2 separate regions of the Mus musculus genome follow, and region 1 is linked to region 2. The links are chromatin contacts, called in public promoter capture Hi-C maps. All regions are on one chromosome and are shown on one strand. The core of a region is the stretch at or near the end of the contact, and the rest is flanking DNA. Distances in the headings are between cores, read along the strand shown. Region 1 holds the start of Ccnd1 (cyclin D1). Region 2 holds the start of Dusp8 (dual specificity phosphatase 8).

Region 1 (2,856 bases), core at 203-2,702, 2.8 Mb before region 2:
TCACTGTCCCGAAGGGTCCGGACTTTAGGGACCCCAATGTCGGGGGAGGGGGAGCGGAAGGCATGAGCTCGGAAGGTGAGGGGTTTGCGTCTTGTGTGCCGCCTGGACGCTGTGCGCTCCTTTACCAGTTTCTTCTGGGACACGAAAGTATTCCGTGGGAAATGTGTGTGAATAGTTCGCCTAGCTTGAAGTCGGGTATTGTGAAAACGTTTCCAAAACTAGGGAACTAAATAATGGACGAAGGTGGTGGAACCGCTTTATTCTAAAAATATTTTATTTGAATCTATAAATTATAAACTTAGGAGTCCATTCAGTTAACCACGACCATCTATAGATTCTCTTTAAATATCACCTTATCGGCTCACAAGTTTATCTTGATTCTCACCAGCCGCCCCCCCCCTCCCCCAACTCAAGACTGCAATTCTAAAGGTGGAGAAACACCACCACCCTCAACGAAGCCAATCAAGAAGCTTCCGGTGGTCTGGTTCCTGGAAGGGCGACTAATAACTTGCAGCGATTTACTTTTCTTAATTAAAAAATAAATTAGGAAGGAGCCTATCGTGTCTCAACCTTTTCTTCAACGGTTTATTTTTCTTGGGCAAACCGCCTGCAGTGGAGGAGGGGGATACTGGGGGACCCTGGCCAGGATAAACCGGTCACTGTATGAAGACAAATCTCAGATCCCACCCCACCCCCCCAGCGAGGAGGAATAGATGAAATAATGGCCACCATCTTGAGCTGTTGCTGGAATTTTCGGGGTTTTATTTTATTTTTGAGCGAGCGCATGCTAGGCTGGGGATCCTTTAAAGTTCAGATACCCCTCTGGCCCTTTGCAACCACCCCAGTGCGCCAGGATGGAGCCTGCACGAGAGCTTAGGGCTCGTCTGGCATCTTCGGGTGTTACACAGTTCCTGAATTTTACACGTGTTGATGAAATTGAAAGAAGACAGGGACGCTGGGATTTCTAAGCAATGGGTCCGCCTGTGGGTGCCTCGTGGCGTACTCGGAAACGCACCCATTCTCCCGGTTTAAGAACAGGGTGTCCTTGCACCCCCAGGCTCCCCTTCCATACATTCTTCCTTGGCTTGCGTGTGGCCTGGCCTCCCTCCTAGCTGTCCTCCTGTCCAGAGCCGCCACTACCCCACCTCCACAGGTCTCGGAGGACCCTCTTAGGGAAAGAAGCCCCCCTCCCCCTTGCCCCGCTCTTTCCCAGTTTGGAGAGAAGCAGTCCGAGCGATTTGCATATCTACGAAGGCTGAGGGGGAAGGGTTTGGGCTTGCCCCCCCCCCGCCGCCCCCCCCCCTCACTGCTCCCGAGCCCCCTCCCCCTGCACCCGCCTCGGCCCTCCCCCTCCCCCTTTTCTCTGCCCGGCTTTGATCTCTGCTTAACAACAGTAACGTCACACGGACTACAGGGGAGTTTTGTTGAAGTTGCAAAGTCCTGCAGCCTCCAGAGGGCTGTCGGCGCAGTAGCAGAGAGCTACAGACTCCGCGCGCTCCGGAGACCGGCAGTACAGCGCGAGGCAGCGCGCGTCAGCAGCCGCCACCGGAGCCCAACCGAGACCACAGCCCTCCCCAGACGGCCGCGCCATGGAACACCAGCTCCTGTGCTGCGAAGTGGAGACCATCCGCCGCGCGTACCCTGACACCAATCTCCTCAACGACCGGGTGCTGCGAGCCATGCTCAAGACGGAGGAGACCTGTGCGCCCTCCGTATCTTACTTCAAGTGCGTGCAGAAGGAGATTGTGCCATCCATGCGGAAAATCGTGGCCACCTGGATGCTGGAGGTAAGAGACTTTACAGGCTGCTAGCTTGGGACCCCCTGGCAACTTGTTGCTATCACCAACATCTTCCTCCCTTCTCTTCCCTTCCGTCACGGAGTTTTCCGGGTGCGTTGCTAGGACTCGGTATTCACAAAATAAATAGATTGGGTCCTTTTGAACGAGGAAGGTTTGGGAGTTGGGAAGATGGGAATTCCTTTTCCTGGTGGAGGGCAGTCGGGGAGGGGTGCCTTCGAGGGAGGACGGTGTCAGCGACACCACAGAGGGTGCAGGCTGAGCTTCTGTGGCCCCCGCTTGTGCCCCATTCCTGCAGCGCCTCGGCGGGGGCCGCCCCTGCGCGTTTCGCCAGCTCAAGGGGGGAGGGGGCATAAATTTGATTTTTAAATTAATATCCATGGACACGTATGCAAGGGCCGCTCGTGCCAATATTATGCGCCATCTTTGCTCCTTTATTGCAAAGCAAAAAGTGTTTATTAATAATTGGGGGCAGGGCAGGGAGCGGCAGTAGGGGCGCTGGGACAGGCACGAGGGGCCTCGTGGCGGCCGGGAATCACTAAATAAGACAGTGTGAGGAATATTTGGGGTGGGGGATTCTTTGTTCAAACAGCGGACCTGGGTACCCCGCACACGCTGCCTGGCCCAGAGAAAACGCCAGGCTGCAAGGTCGCGTGGCCCCCTAGTCAATGAGACTGACTGTTGTGCGTGCGGTTCTGGATTTGGAGGAACCTGTCTAGGTCAAACTGGGGGCGGAGGGGGACAAAAGCACATTTTCAGATGTTCAGCAGGAGACTCAGGGGTCCCAAAATATTTTAAAATAATTTTTAAAGTGAGGCATAATGCCCTTGTAGAGGCAAACAGCGCCCGCACCCTGCAAAAGGGGGGCCCCCGGAGTTTGAGTTGCTGGAGCTCACCCCCCGATGTCCACTGAGCTCCTGACCCTCGGCTTGGATCAAGGGTCGTCCGATGGTTATTTTCAGGTCGTTTTTAGGCACCTAGTTATTTTTTAAATATTTTTAAATATTTTTTGAAAAGATGACGTCTGGGAAATGCAGCGCGGCGGCCTGGGACGCCACCA
Region 2 (2,857 bases), core at 281-2,780:
TCCCTGGGGCTCCCCATGCTTCCTTCCTGGCAGCACTCCCAAGTTGTTTGTTTGTTTTGTGCTATTTCTGAGCCAGAGACACCTCTTCCCTCCAACCTGTATTAATCCCAGGCTAGACTCCCAGACTCCCCTTGGGCTACATAGAGAGGTTTCTGCAAGCCGGTTCTAAACACTCATAATGAACCAAGCCAAGCTGGATACAGTAGGGTAAAGGAGAAGGTCCCTGCAGAGCCTTGCCCAGCACCTAGTGTGGTCTGCAGTATTCTTCACACAATCTATACTAGCAAAGGAGTGCTCCTTCCTTTGTGCCTGCTTCACTCTCTGTGACCCTTCCTTCAACCAGCCATCTCCTAAACTCTGCCCTTCATCGAGTGAGAGGCTGGACTTCCAGGGAAAGTTCAGGACACTCCACCCCCCTCCCACCCCCCACGAGACTCATATTATCTGGTCACCTCACTGTCCACCTAGTCAGGGCCACGTTTTTGAAGTATCTGAGAAGGTCTGGCATCATGGTGGGTGCTAGTAATCTCATCACTCAGAAGGCTGAGACCAGCCTGGCATACAATAAAGAATTTTCTGCCAACCTGTTCCCGAGGAGGAGGGAAAACTAAGGGAAACGTGGCTTATGTTTGCAGGTGGACCACTTTGGCACAAGACTCCCCTTCCTCTGAGACCTGCCTGACCCCTGTGTATTTCTGCCCTAGTTGTAATTACCCATGTTTTTTGAGTGCTCACGTGGTTGTGTTCACACAGTGGGATGGAGCCGACAGTCCCCAGCGGGCAGGGGAGATGTCCGGGTGGGAGTAGAGGTCGTTTCCAAGCGGCTTTTCATTGGAAGCTGTCAAGAACTGGATGTCATAGGTAGGGGGGCAGCGCCGCCCTGGGGAGCACACCGGTGGGTCTGGAGCCCCGCCCCCTGATTTCCCGGGATGAGTGACCTGAGGCAAACCACATCGCCTAGGAGCTTCTTCTGCAAAGTGTAGAGCTGGACTTCCACCTCCAGGGGTCGTGGAGAGGACAAACGCGGATGCTGCAGGTAAGGCCCTTTGCGGCCGCAGCTCTCCATGACCCTTTTCCCTGGGCCGCACTGGGGCAGGGGAGGCGCACTCTGGGAGGGCGTCCTCTCGCGAACAAAGGCTAAGGGAAGGAGAGAAATCCGTGACAGGTTCAGTCCAGGCGGGCCGAGAGAGGGAGACCCTTGCATACTAGGACAGTAGACGCTGGTTAGAGTGCCGCGAGGCAGAGGGTTCTTGGGGATACCAGGAGCCCTGAGCTGGGAAGGCTTCCTGGAGGTGGGGAGCTGCGGCGTGCGTGGCCCCTTTAAGAACCGATGCCCGAGAAGCTTGGGGCGCGGGGGACGGAGGGCGGTGGCAGAGAGACCCACGGCCGCCGCCAGGGCTCCGCACCCAGCGCCCGCTCCGCTGACGTCACCTGCCCCCGAGCGGCTCACTCTGATTGGCTGCAGGTGACGTCAGGGGCTTTTTCGCTCGGCATGACCTCATCCCCACCGGCAGCCCCGCCCTCCGCCCCGGGCCTGTCACTCGCGGCTCCCGCGGTGGCCGAGCCGGCTCCGCGGACCCCCGCCCCACCCGGACGCCGGACGCCGGACGCTGAGCCGGGCCGGAGCTGCCGGCCGCGCCCGCCAAGTCGCGGGCTGGGATGCGCGCCGTGAGCGCGCGTGCCCGACCGCAGTACGCGCGCTCCGTCCCGAGCGAGCGCTCCCCGCGGTGGCGGCGACGACGGCGGCGGCGGCGGCGACGCGCCCCGCGCGCCTCTCCGGCCCTTGCCCCGGCTACGCGGGCCCCCGACGGGCCCATGGGTGGCGGAACGGAGCGGGCGCCCTGAGCGCGGCACCGGCGTTGGGGGCAACCCCAGGGCAAGCGAGAGCCAGGTGAGCCAGGCGCTGACAGCGGTCGAGTCCTAAGCCGGGTGTGGGCCCAGGACGTGCGGAGGTTTTTGCGGTTGTGTGCCCTGAAGGAAGAAGCTCTTTGGAGCACCGAGAATAAATGGCTCTGCCCCGCGAGCGGCGCGCGCTGCAGATCCGCGCCTGCAGTGCGCTGTCTTTCTCGGCATATTCCTTCTTATCTGGAGGGATATATATAAGAGACCTAGGGATTCGCGGGGGAGGGCTGAGATCCAGCACAGATCGGTGAGAGTCCCTGCGAAGCGCCCCCGCTGGCAGCCAGATTTGGAGAAGGTCGTCCGCGGCTGCAGCGGGCAGGGGGATGCGAAACCTCCGACGCCAGAGGGTCGGCTCCGGCCTGCGGTAGGCTCCTTATCTGGAGAGGAAGCTATAGGACCCCCCCCCACTCTTCGACTCGCATGGCTGTCCCGTCACCCCCACTTCATGGTGCTCCACTCGCCTCTGCGGATAAAGAACATCCTTACCCGACGCAGAGGCTGTAGGCGCGATGCTGGGGGAGGGGCCGGCACGGCTGCCTCCTGCAGCCTGTCTCCCTGGCCTCTCTGCCTACCTTGGGAGGGAGCGGCCAGTCAGATGCTGCTGGTACCCTTGTGCCAAACCTTGCAGGTGGAGGAGCAAGAACAGGCTCAGCTTCCACTAGATCAGACCTCTTGGAATAAATTGGCCTCTGACTCCTTGTTGACAGGGTGTGCTGCGCCTGCAGCAGATAGATTGGGGGCCTTGATGGTGCAGTGATGGGGGTGGGGGACCAGTGTGGCATCTGCAATGCTCTGTTGTGCAGTATGGGGTGGGGGTGGAGGTGCTTCGGGTCAGGGGCACGGCTTCTTTCACAGTATGAATGAATTCAGAATGGAAATCCAGTGACCTGTAGACCCAGCCTCACATTTACTTGCCCCTAGGGTAGCTGGGTGGGTGAGGGTAGCTTACAGTGCC

What was found. Promoter capture Hi-C pulls out the DNA fragments that hold promoters and counts their contacts.
Region 1: a contact with region 2 is called in a promoter capture Hi-C map of pre-B cells, with 4 times the contacts expected there. The contact joins the promoter of Ccnd1 here to the promoter of Dusp8 in region 2.

The regions. Positions count from the first base shown.
Region 1 is chr7:144,938,427-144,941,282 of GRCm38.p6, reverse strand. It overlaps Ccnd1 (cyclin D1), which reads left to right and starts at 1,452. Exons shown (of 5, transcript NM_007631.3): 1 at 1,452-1,787. The coding sequence starts at 1,590.
Region 2 is chr7:142,093,957-142,096,813 of GRCm38.p6, reverse strand. It overlaps Dusp8 (dual specificity phosphatase 8), which reads left to right and starts at 1,530. Exons shown (of 7, transcript NM_008748.3): 1 at 1,530-1,891. It overlaps Gm32786 (a long non-coding RNA gene), which reads right to left and starts at 2,648. Exons shown (of 7, transcript XR_870057.3): 1 at 2,475-2,648; 2 at 736-1,137.